Regions from separate parts of the Sus scrofa genome. Here region 1 is linked to region 2. The links are chromatin contacts, called in public HiChIP or PLAC-seq maps. All regions are on one chromosome and are shown on one strand. The core of a region is the stretch at or near the end of the contact, and the rest is flanking DNA. Distances in the headings are between cores, read along the strand shown. Region 1 holds the start of GMNN (geminin). Region 2 holds the start of TDP2 (tyrosyl-DNA phosphodiesterase 2).

What was found. HiChIP or PLAC-seq counts read pairs in DNA pulled down with a chosen protein or histone mark.
Region 1: a contact with region 2 is called in an H3K27ac HiChIP or PLAC-seq map of alveolar macrophages. The contact joins the promoter of GMNN here to the promoter of TDP2 in region 2. A contact is called at or near these places in 1 of 5 promoter capture datasets (liver), 9 of 47 Hi-C or Micro-C datasets (blood, fetal liver, fetal skeletal muscle and 5 more) and 2 of 2 datasets of contacts at active chromatin or transcription factors (alveolar macrophages and skeletal muscle).

Annotation. Positions count from the first base shown.
Region 1 is chr7:19,584,126-19,589,795 of Sscrofa11.1, forward strand. It overlaps GMNN (geminin), which reads left to right and starts at 1,843. Exons shown (of 7, transcript XM_003128203.5): 1 at 1,843-2,019; 2 at 4,217-4,274. The coding sequence starts at 4,224.
Region 2 is chr7:19,499,068-19,504,783 of Sscrofa11.1, forward strand. It overlaps TDP2 (tyrosyl-DNA phosphodiesterase 2), which reads right to left and starts at 3,370. Exons shown (of 7, transcript NM_001243686.1): 1 at 3,165-3,370; 2 at 2,995-3,080. The coding sequence starts at 3,329. ACOT13 (acyl-CoA thioesterase 13) reads left to right here and starts at 3,570. Exons shown (of 3, transcript NM_001244979.1): 1 at 3,570-3,776; 2 at 5,372-5,556. The coding sequence starts at 3,696.

The DNA of each region.
Region 1 (5,670 bases), core at 593-3,092, 84 kb after region 2:
GCAAATGCAAACCACATCTATAATTAAAATTTTTTTTCTGGTAGCCATGTTAAAAAAAAGGGAAGTTAATTTTAACAATATTTGTATTCAACTCAATATATCCAAAGATTATTTCAACACATACTCAATACAAAAAATCATGGAAATATTTCACGTTCTTTTCATACTAGCTCTTTGAAATCTGATATGTATTTTACATGACAGCACTTTTCAATGAAGACTAGCCACATTTCAAGTGCTCAAAAGCTATCAAGTGGCTAGTGGCCACCCAACTGAACTGCACAGGTATAAAGCTGAATTAGTTAATTTGTTACATCCACTCATTTAGGAGGCAAAGCAGAGGGTGAAACGCTTCAAAATCTGGGGGCTTCACAATTTTTTCCTAAAGAAGGCATCATTTCCTTTATGTTGAACTTAAAAAAAGTCAAACAACACTAAAATGAATAAAGTAAAAGTCTCTCCATGCCTTTCCAAAACTAACCAATAGTATTAGCAACTACATATAACATTGGGGGTAGGTGGGCTTCATGATACATCTAGAAACTCAATTCTCTTATTGCCTCTGTAGATTTCTAACTATGGTAACCTCTAGGTTCTAGCCTTCTGGTTTGGTTATCACTTTCATATGGAAGACATTTTTCTCTCCCAGCTTTTTCGTTCTGGAAAGAAATAACATTAGGTACTCTGCTTTATGCTATACTTAGTACAGACTACCTGAATGTAACTTTTTATATATTTTTAATATATACTTACTATTCGGGCTCTTTTCATCAGTGATGTCTTTTTACCACGTGGCTGAACGAAGAAATTAGAAGTCAGATTTACTACTTTGACTGGCTGGTGTTTCAAAGTCAAATTACACAGTACTTATACTTACCACGCTGATCATCAGAATTTTTACTCTGGAAACACAGTCGTCTAGGGATAGCTCTCCAACCAATGGATTGTTTCCCTTATTTAGAATTTAGATTTTCACGCTACATTTTCCCCCAAAGAAAACTAGAATCCTAGGACTATGCTTTGTATACTTTGAGCTCTTTCAAAAAGAATTCCAGTGGTGCAGGTGGCAGGAGGTGGGCACGCAGGATGGCAGGGTATGGGGCTAACAAAACATTTCCTAAAGGCGGTGCTAAGCATAGTCAGGAGATACTTCTTTCCTTCTGAGAATGACAATCCCACCAAAGTTAAGAAATGGGAAAAAAGACTTGTATTAATAGCTATGGTTGGTGTAAAAAAAGATTTAACAATACCCTGATAAACTGAAATGTACTATGCCCAGAAAGTTGAGAAGTTTGTGAAATGACTAGAAAAAAAAAAAAAAAGCTAGACGCAATTATCACTTAGGTTTTTCTGCTCCTTCAAATTGCAATAGCCATTGCATTCCGGTGCCTAGAACAGTACTTTGTACGAATATTAGGATGACTATTAGTATTCCTTGCAGGATTAGGCCTTCTGGCACTACTACAACACAATATAGTCATATACAAAGCGCCAAAATATAAACGGTCTTAACACATTTAGGAGGCCGTGGATCGAAGGCTTTACAGAACAAGTCCTGTACTATATATAAAATATTTTGTTCTCCCGATGTTTGTCTAGCGGGGGCAGACCTTTGCCCCGCTTGTAAAGAGCAAAAAAAACATTCGAATCTGGAGGAAGTTCCCAGTGCAGGTCGAAGTGCAAAAGCCGAGGGTACAAGTGACCCACGGAGTTAAGACCGCCGACTTCCCGACCCAAATACCTGCTACGCCCTACGCGCAGGCGCAGAAAAGGGAAGGGGGCCGAAGAGGGCGGAGGCGAAAGGCCATTCGCCGGATTCAGGTGGCCCCGCCCTCCGTCACGCGCCAGACGGTCACGTGGCCGCCCGGAGCCGGAGGGTGGAGTTTTACTCTTTTACAGTCGCCACCCGGCAGGAGTCCAGCCCCTGTGGGTACGAACGCGGGTTGGTTTTGGACCCTCTGCGAGGCGCCGCTACCACAGCTACCTGCGTTCGTTACAAGGATTTCCTGCTTCCACCCGGTAAGTGTGAGAGAGGTGACCAGAGAGAGTGGGTCGCAGAGGCTGCTGGACGAGCCACTTTGGGCTTCGGCCGGCCGGAAGTCGCGCACTCCGGTGACAGCTGCCGGAGTCTTAGTGAAAGGACTGTTGAACCGTCCCGGCAGCCGGGACGGGGGGGAAGGAGGTGAGGCTCGGGGCTGCCCCATTGGTTAGGTCGGTTTTTGGCGCGCTGTTCCTCCGCGCTCGCTATTGGCTGGCGCGCGCCGTCCCTGACGCGCGCTCTGCGGTTGGAGGGCCCCGGCGCGCGGCCCGGATTGTCCGCCCCTTGCTGGTTTCTCCCTCCCTGTGTCCCCAGGACTAGGTGGCGGGGTCGCGGGGTGGCTTGTGTGCAGCTGGTTCGTGTGAGGACACCAGCTTGGGCGTGCCTGGCTTTCGGGATGAGGCGGACCACCCTCTTGACCAGTAAGCAACTGGCGGTGACCCGAGGGGTGTCCCTGAATTCCGCGTCTCTCATTTAAAAAAAACTGGACTTGATGACATTTAGTTTCACCTGTTTATCAGAATTTCCTAGAACCCAGTGCTATGCTAGAGTTCAATCTAATTATTTTAAAAAATTAGATAAGGTAGTTCCCTTGTGGCGCAGCGGGTTTTGGAACCGGATTGTCGCTGTAGCGGCTTAGATTCGATCTGTGGCCCAGGAACTTCCACATACTGCGGGTGCGGCCAAAAAAAATTAAATAAAAAAAAACCCTAGGTAATAAAAAGTAAGTGAGGGTGTAAGGTTGTTGGCGGGAGTGTAATGAACAAGTGAAGACTTTTTTGTGTTGTTGTCTTTTTTGCCATTTTCTTGGGCCGCCCCCGCGGCATATGGAGGTTCCCAGGCTAGCGGTCGAATCGGAGCTGGCAGCTAGCTGCCAGCCTACGCCAGAGCCACAGCAAGGCAGGATCCAAGCCGAGTCTGCAACCTACACCACAGCTCACGGCAACGCCAGATCGTTAACCCACTGAGCAAGGGCAGGGATCGAACTCTCAACTTCATGGTTCCTAGTCGGATTTGTTAACCACTGAGCCACGACGGGAACTCCTACGTGAAGACTTGATTCTTGTTGCTGTTCATCTTTTAAAATCGTGGCATATACTAAAGCACATTTTTCACATAACGGTTTAGGACTCAACCCTCCAACTAAATTAGAACCTTCACGAAACACTATTTATTACTCACATGCCATGCATTTTGATGTTTTCTCATCTCTTCAGTTTTGTTCAGTTACATTTTTTCAAACACCTACTAAGTGATTTTGGAATCCCAGGCTGCCACCCGCAGTTTGGAAATCATTGTCCTGGCTCAGTTTAGTTGGTCCTGACCAGCATTTGCTTAACATGAAATAGAATGGAAAATAGGGTACATCACACAATTAGGTGAAGCTTTGTTTCCTAAGCTTTTTCGTTGGCATTTGTGTGCCCTAGGGCACGGTTTATAAAATGTATTCACGCGAGATGGATCATAGTCAAAAGTTAGAAAGCCACTGCACTGAGTAAAGGAAGGCAGGACCACAGAAATCAGGAAGATCTGTTCTTGGCTGGGAAGTTCAGAGTTATGTTTGGAGTGAGTCTGGCCCAGTGGTTTAGCAACATTACATACCGCTTTGTTCCCTGCTCCCTTTTCTTTGCTTCCATCAGTGTCTCCATGTGTGGTGGTGGTTAAACATTGCCTGCAAATATAAATACATAATCTAATTTGACTGGATATTAAGTCACAGTTAAGCTATTGCTGGTTTCCAGAGCCAAGTTTATGATAGCTTAAATCTGTGAAACAGCAAAGTTAGGATGCTCTTCTTTAATACATAGACTTGGGCATACCCAAGTCTCAGGTTTGTTCTTCCTGGTGACCATTTTCCACATCTTTCTGTATTTAATCCAGGTCACCAACATGTTTTGTAAATTTGTTTAGAATACAGATTTTTCCTTTTATAGCAGTATTCTTCTAGGTAGAATTGTGTGTGTGTGTTGTGTTTATGTGTATAGAGATACTAAGAGTCACTAGCTTTAGGCACTTTAACAAGTGACAGAGCTGAGTTTGGGCACAATGAGAAATGATAATTCCATCATTTTTCTTTGATTGTTTTGATTTTTATGATTGTACTTTCAACAACAAAAAAAACCTTTTCATGCAGTCTGTATTCTGCTTTTGAATGTGCAGTCTTCTGTTCCTGACCAGGTGTATAATGAATCCCAGCATGAAGCAGAAACAGGAAGGAATCCAAGAGAATGTAAAGGTATGTGATGCAATCACTTTAATCTCTTGTAGAGAGCATATGGTTAGATGTTTTTTGACACAATTTAGTCACATGTTATATATTACCTGGCTATAATTTCTGTAAACTTTGAAATACTAAATTTTCAGTGAGGACAAGTAACAATAAAGAACTTGTTTAAAAATTAATTATGGTTGCATATTAAGTTTTTTGACCCACATATATGGGATGTCTTTCCATCCATTTAGGTCTTCTTTTCTTTCAACAAAGTTATGTAGTTTTCATAGTTTTTGAGGTTTTCACTTTTTAAATTTTTTCTTAAGTATTGTTTTTTTAAGCTATTGTAGATGGAGTCATTTCCTTAATTAAATTTTTGGTGTGCCTACTATACAGAAACGCAGTCGATTTTTGTCTCTTGGTCTTGTATCTTGCAACCTTGCCAAACTTGTTTTTATTTAGTTCAAATAGTTTTTTAGTAGATTCCTTAGGATGTTCTATATATAAGACTATTATTGCTTTGTTTCTACTCTTAAATTTCATGCAATGATTTTATTAAAATCCTTGGTGTTTAGGTTAGCATCTTTGACTGCAGAGACACATTTTGCATTGTACTTTGTATAGTTTCAGGGTACATCATACTCATTACCATCTAACCTGCTTGTTTGCCACACCTTTTGAATCCTTGTATTATACAGTCACTGGAAACCTCCCAAATGTTTGTTTATAACAGTGAAGACAGAGCTTAATTTTGAGTCTGTAATTTTGACTGGCTTCACTCTTACAGTTCTAAATGAATGTACAGCTTAGCTAGGTCTTATCATAGAATTTAGACTAGATCTATTCTCAGGATTCCTGAGAATGAGACCACATTGTCAGGAAGGCGTACCAGTTTGCAGACTTAAACTGAATAGTATAAATAAAAAGCTTTTCGTAAATGATAGCAGTTGCTTTTTTGATAAGTTGTTTACCTTGTCTTAGTATCTTCCTTACATTGTTTTTCTTGAATAATACTTTGTGTTGATAATTTGTGAATTTGATTCCATCAGCTATTCAGGATGATGACATCTTCCCACTGTTTTGTATGTATGTTTTTAAGCTTTTTATAATGAAGATTTTTAAATACTCAAAAATAGAGTCAATAGCATTTCAATTTACTTCCCCCATTTTCAACAATTATCAGTGTATGGCCAGCCTTGTTTCATCACCATCTCCATTCACTCCCCCTTTCCTCCACTGATTTATTTTGAATCAAATCCCAGACAAATAATTTATATAATTTCAGCAGATAGTAATATTTAAAGAGAAATCTAATATTTACTAGCTGCAGTATAGCTATCTGAGATATAAAAGGACCTGGTTCTGCCTCCAAAACTGTGATGCTAGGTGAGTTATTTAGGATCTCAGCCTCAGTTTACTT
Region 2 (5,716 bases), core at 2,120-4,619:
GACACAGTTTTGATCCCTGGCCTTGCTCAGTGGGTTAAGGATCCAGTGTTGCCATGAGCTGTGGTATAGATCCTAGATGTGGCTCAGATCTGTCATGGCTGTGACGTAGGCCAGTGGCTACAGCTCCGATTTGACCTCTGGCCTGGGAACCTCCAAAAAAAGTGACTGTAATGCCAATGTTTTAACTTCTTTAAAAATGTTTTTTTCTAAATTGAAGTATAACATATAACATTCTACTAGTTTCAGGTACACAATATAATGATTTGTATACACTGTGAAATGATCACCACCTTGGAGTTCCCGTTGTGGCTCAGCAGTTAACGAACCCAACTAGGATCCATGAGGATGTGGGTTCCATCCCTGGCCTTGCTCAGTGGGTCAAGGATCCGGTGGCGGTGCCGTGAGCTATGGTGCAGGTTACAGACACTGCCCGGATCTGGTGTTGCTGTGGCTGGTGTAGGCCGGCAGCTGTAGCCCTGACTGGACCCCTACCCTGGGAACCTCCATATGCAGTGGGTATGGCCCTAAAAAGCAAAAAAATTAAAAAAAATGTTTTTTAAATGATCACAAGTCTAGTTAACTTTTAAACTTTTTTTGAAATAATTTCGGACTTTCAGAAAACAGTAAGAATTCTACTCACCATTCAGCCAGATAAAGGTTAACAGTTTACTTAATTTAACATGCACTTGCTTTATTCTTTCTATTCTGAAACATTTCCGTAAACACTTTTAAATGTATGTCCTAAAAGTAAGGACATACATGTACACTCTAGTACAATTATCAAAAATCAGGAAATTATCATTGATAATCCAGAATACTTCTTCAGGCTTTTTCTCTCCTGACCTTGATATTTTTGAAGAATACAAGCCATTGATTTTGTAGAATATCCTTCAGGTTGGGTTTGTCTCATGTTCTCTTATGATTAGACTCAGACTGTGTATTTTTTGGCAGGAGTAACACAGAAGTGATAGTGTGTCCTCCTCAGTGCATCATATCAGGAGGCACCTGATACAGGTTTGCCCCCAACACTGGCCACGTTAACTTTTATGATCTCCCCCATGCAGTAAGGATTTTGTGGGTAGGTACTGTGAGACCACCTAGATACTGTTTTTCATCAACTTTCATCTATTAGTATCCATTGACGATTCCTGTCTGAAACAATTACTATCATGATAGTTCCCAAATGGTTGTTTTTTCCTACCATACCTACTACATTTAGTAGTTGGAATTCTACTGTAAGGCAAAGTGTTCCCATCATTCCTGGACAAATGTATTTATATTAGTGTGGATTCTTATTCTATTCTATACATAAAGCCTCACTCTCACTGGCACTTGATCTGAATCTCAAGGAACAACAAACCACAGCCGAATCACACTTTGCTTGTTTTTTTTGCCAGGTTATGATTCGGGGCTTGGAGACTCCTAACGGTCTTCCATCCCAACATCACTCAGCTCCATCCACATTTTTTCTAAGGGACTATTTTGTTCCAATTTTCTTACTGGCCACAATTTAGGAGGCAATTAACAGATGCTAACACAGGCTAGTCTGAGGAAAACAGAGGGATTTACAAGGAAACAGTAACATGTCAAAGAACCAGTTACAGGAATATAGCTACCCCTAAGGAAGTGCAATCGAGGCTTTCTTTCAATCCTACTCAGCTTCCCTTTGCTTCATTCTCTCTCTGCAACCCAGTATTTTCAGCTTCCCCATGCACAAAAGAGGATGGGTATGTCCCTAACAGGTACTGAGTTAACATGTACAGCTTCAGCTTGGCAGCAAGATTCACTTAACATTCTTGGTCCTAAGCCCAAGCCAGAGGATCTGACTGGCCAGCATGGGCTAGGTGAAGAGCTACTAATCTAAGTGGCTCTAGTTATAACAACATGGGAGCCACAGTTGTCACTTGTGGATGGGTAAACAATTTCCCAGTTACAGGTCAGGCAGATAGAAAAGGAGTCTAATGAAATGATCTTATCAGATGCAAGCCAAGACAGCTGAAAAGATCAAAGGGAGAAAAATGTACAGTTTAACTGTAGAGGCTGCCCATACAGCTGGGAGAACTTTATATACTCAATATCGATTTACTGAAAGTTTATTACAAGCCAAATATTGTATCAGTCTAATCGACAAACATGATAGATATTGTCTTTACCACACAGGTAGCCTCGCTGGAGATACAAAAACACTAAAGAGCAATTATAATATGAACTAAGTTGTTATGACAGGGGTGAGGCAGGATGCTAGAGAATTACCTAAGAAGGGAACCTTATCCATACTCGGAAGATCGGGGAAAGCTTCTTGGAAATAAGTCATGGCTAAACTTGGCTTTTAAGATTATTATTACTCAGCAAGGAAGGAGAAAAAGGTTCTAGGTAGAAGTGATAAATATCTTTAGGTTGAAGGGCAAAAGAAAATATTCCAATGGAGAGAGGGAAAGTCTGATACGCATGGAAGTTTTGTGGGGTAGGAAAGAGAGGGTGACAGGGGAGGAACCCGGAACAACAGACAGTGGTCAAACCGTGGAGGAACTTGTAAAGCACCTGGATTTCAGGAGCAGTAGTGCGCGAACTGGGGGAGGAACACTCGAAAAACGGGCAAGATGCGCATTTTATAAAAACTATTTTCTGGTCGGCCAAACAGCAATATAGGAAGCAAGACGACTTCCAAGTTACCACTCTTCAGTAAAGGATTTGTTTCATTTGTTTCAAAACTCTCGCTTACACAGTTCCTATATATAAATCGAGTCGAAAATGACATGTAAGGATACTTTCTCCCCGCACTCCAAAGTTCGAGTGACAGCCTGGACCTCGGGCAGCTGATGGGGCGCATCTCCTTCCGCGGCACCACAACCCCTCCGCCTCCGGCAATCCTGACGGGAGAACTGCCTCTACTCCACCCCGCCCGCCCAACAGCAGGTCCCAGGATGCCCAACGCCACCCGATACCCAAATGCCTCCGTCCGGACGAGCCCCCCATGGCCCAGTCGTCGCTCACCAGGACTCGGGCTCATTGGGGGTCTCAGGACGACTTTTTAAAGCGTTCTCCTCCACGGCCGGCTCGAAGTAGGAGTTCAGCGCTCTCTGAAAAACAAAGACACAGGGATGGGACGTGTGCACTGCACCCACCAAAGTAAAGAGTGGGAAAGAGAAACAGCAAAAGCGTACTTCCATCTCCCAATCGTTCTCGGCCAGGTAGCACTGAGCCACGGCAGCGTCGCAAGTCGCTACCGAGGCAAACTCCACACACAGAAGTCGGCGCTTCTTCACCTCGGGCTCTCCCTCCTCCTGCTCCAGCTCCGGTCCATCCTCCAGGCCGCTTTTCTGCTCCATCGCCTCCCAGCTGCCGGCTCGTCCCCCAGACTCCGGCCAGGGGGCAGGCCCCCGGCTCTGCGCAGGCGCCCGACACCCCGGCGCTCGCGCATTAACAGCCGGGAGAGAAACGCACTCCGCTCCTGGAGGACGTTAACGCGCCTGCGCAGCAGAAAGGGAGGCCCCGGGCTGGCAAGGGCAAAACAGCGCTTGCGCGCGCGGTCACGATGAGCCGTGACGCCTCTGTGCGCAAACACAGAGAGAACGGCGGTGGCGGGAGCGCGCGAGGGGACGTCCTGCCCTTTGCGTCCTGGTACTTCTGCGAACTTGTGGGCGTCCTGCTCCTCCAAAAAGCTCTGGGGCCTAGGAGCTGGAGAACAGACCACAATGAGCTGTATGACAAAGAATCTGCAGGAGGTCCTCAAGCTCCTAGGCAAGAGTTCGTGTTTTGACAGAATTTTGGAAAAGGTATTGGATGCGAAGCTACGGTTTCTAATGAAGAGAAAGCACCTTGCGTAGTTCGTGGTGAGCGCTGGATAAATTGTCTCTGGTAGATTCTTTTGGCCTGCGTCCCGAAACTGACCTTAGTAGTAATGATTTCTATTGTAATGGAGCACAGTTATGTGCTAGGTGTGCCTCCATTGATCTGTCAGTCTTTAAAAACAAAAAGGTAAGTGGCTTTGCCAGCAAAATGAGCTATTTGGGAATAGCAGAGGAATTTGCTATGGGACGTGCAACCATAGGCAGGTTCTCAACTGTTCTTTTATAAAGAGGAGAGGAAAGTTTGAGAGGGGCTGTTTTGAACAAGTCATTGAGGAGAGTCGAGTCCGGGTTGTTGTGGTTCTCTTTGGTTGAGTTGCGGAGGCTTCTCATTAGCTGAGTTTTTACTGGAGGAAGAGAAAAATCTTCATTCTTCCTACTGGTGTTTGAAAAGTTAAACTGTGAGGAGGGGTGAGTGGGGGTAAGTTCCCCCTGCCGCACTTCCAGATTCCATGTGGAATGCGGTATTTTATAATAGCAACATTATAATGTTGTAAACATTTAAAAAAGGAAGTTAAATTTTAGTAAAATATCTTAAGCTCATTATACCCAAAATACTTTTAACATTAAATACTTTTAATCAATATAGAAGAGTACTAACTTTTTGTACTGAATCTTTGAAATTACTTACAGCACATCTTAGCATCATACTAGCCATGTTTCAAGGACTTAATACTGACAGGTGACTGGTGGCTACTGTATTAACTGCATAGGTCAGCATCATAGTAAGTGCTCTGTGTTTGTTAATTTGATCTAAAATGGATTTTGTAGTTTATGTTTCTTGTGGGCACATTTGCTTAGGCTAAAGTATAGGTTTATGCATAGTGATCTATAAATCAGTCAGGAACCGTTCCTTTTACTATAAATTTTAAGGTAGCATGATCTAGGCCTTGTCTCTCAGGAGACATGTACGAGATGTCAGGTTGTATACTGAGGCTGAAAAGCTCAGATGGAATGTTTGATTTCTGCAGGAGTGGAGATTCACAAATACTCCTGTTTTTCCCTTATATTACTTATTTAAAAACAGTTCATGGAGTTCCCATCGTGGCTCAGTGGTTAATGAATCCGACTAGGAACCATGAGGTTTCAGGTTCAATCCCTGGCCTTGCTTAGTGGGTTAAGGATCCGGCATTGCCGTGAGCTGTGGTGTAGGTTGCAGACGCAGCTTGGATCCCAAGTTGCTGTGGCTCTGGCATAGGCCGGTGGCTACAGCTCCGATTAGACCCCTAGCCTGGGAACCTACATGTGCCTCTGAAGCAGCCCTAGAAAAGGCAAAAAGACAACAAAAACAACAAAAATTCACATCAGCTGTCAAACACTAATAAATTAAACCAACAGCAAAAAAAAAAAAAAAAAATTCACATCATAATTAATTTCTATGTAGAGAGATTGGTAACTTTTTGAATTTCTGAATCAACTTTTTGGGAGTGACTCAGTTTAATCCAGTGATAGTTCTTGATTGGTTGTCTGGGCTTTCTAATATCACTGAATATTCAAAATTCTTTTTTTTTTTTAATACTTAGATGACTGTTGTCTCTGCTGTCCCTGGGAAAGTGATCTGTGAAATGAAAGTAGAGGAAGAGCATACCAATAAAATGGGCACTCTCCATGGTGGCATGACAGCCACCTTAGTGGATTGTGTATCCACATATGCTCTGCTATGCACAGAAAGGGGAGCACCTGGAGTTAGTGTGGACATGAACATAACGTATGTATCCTAACTGTACCCAAATAGCTTTTTTCAGTGTGACAACTCTTTTCAAACGACTGAGACTAAACACATTTATAACTAAATAAAGCATGAGGTGCCCTTTAGCTGGTTATCCTTAAGTGCAGCTGTGTATTTGCCTTAAAATATTTCATGGCTT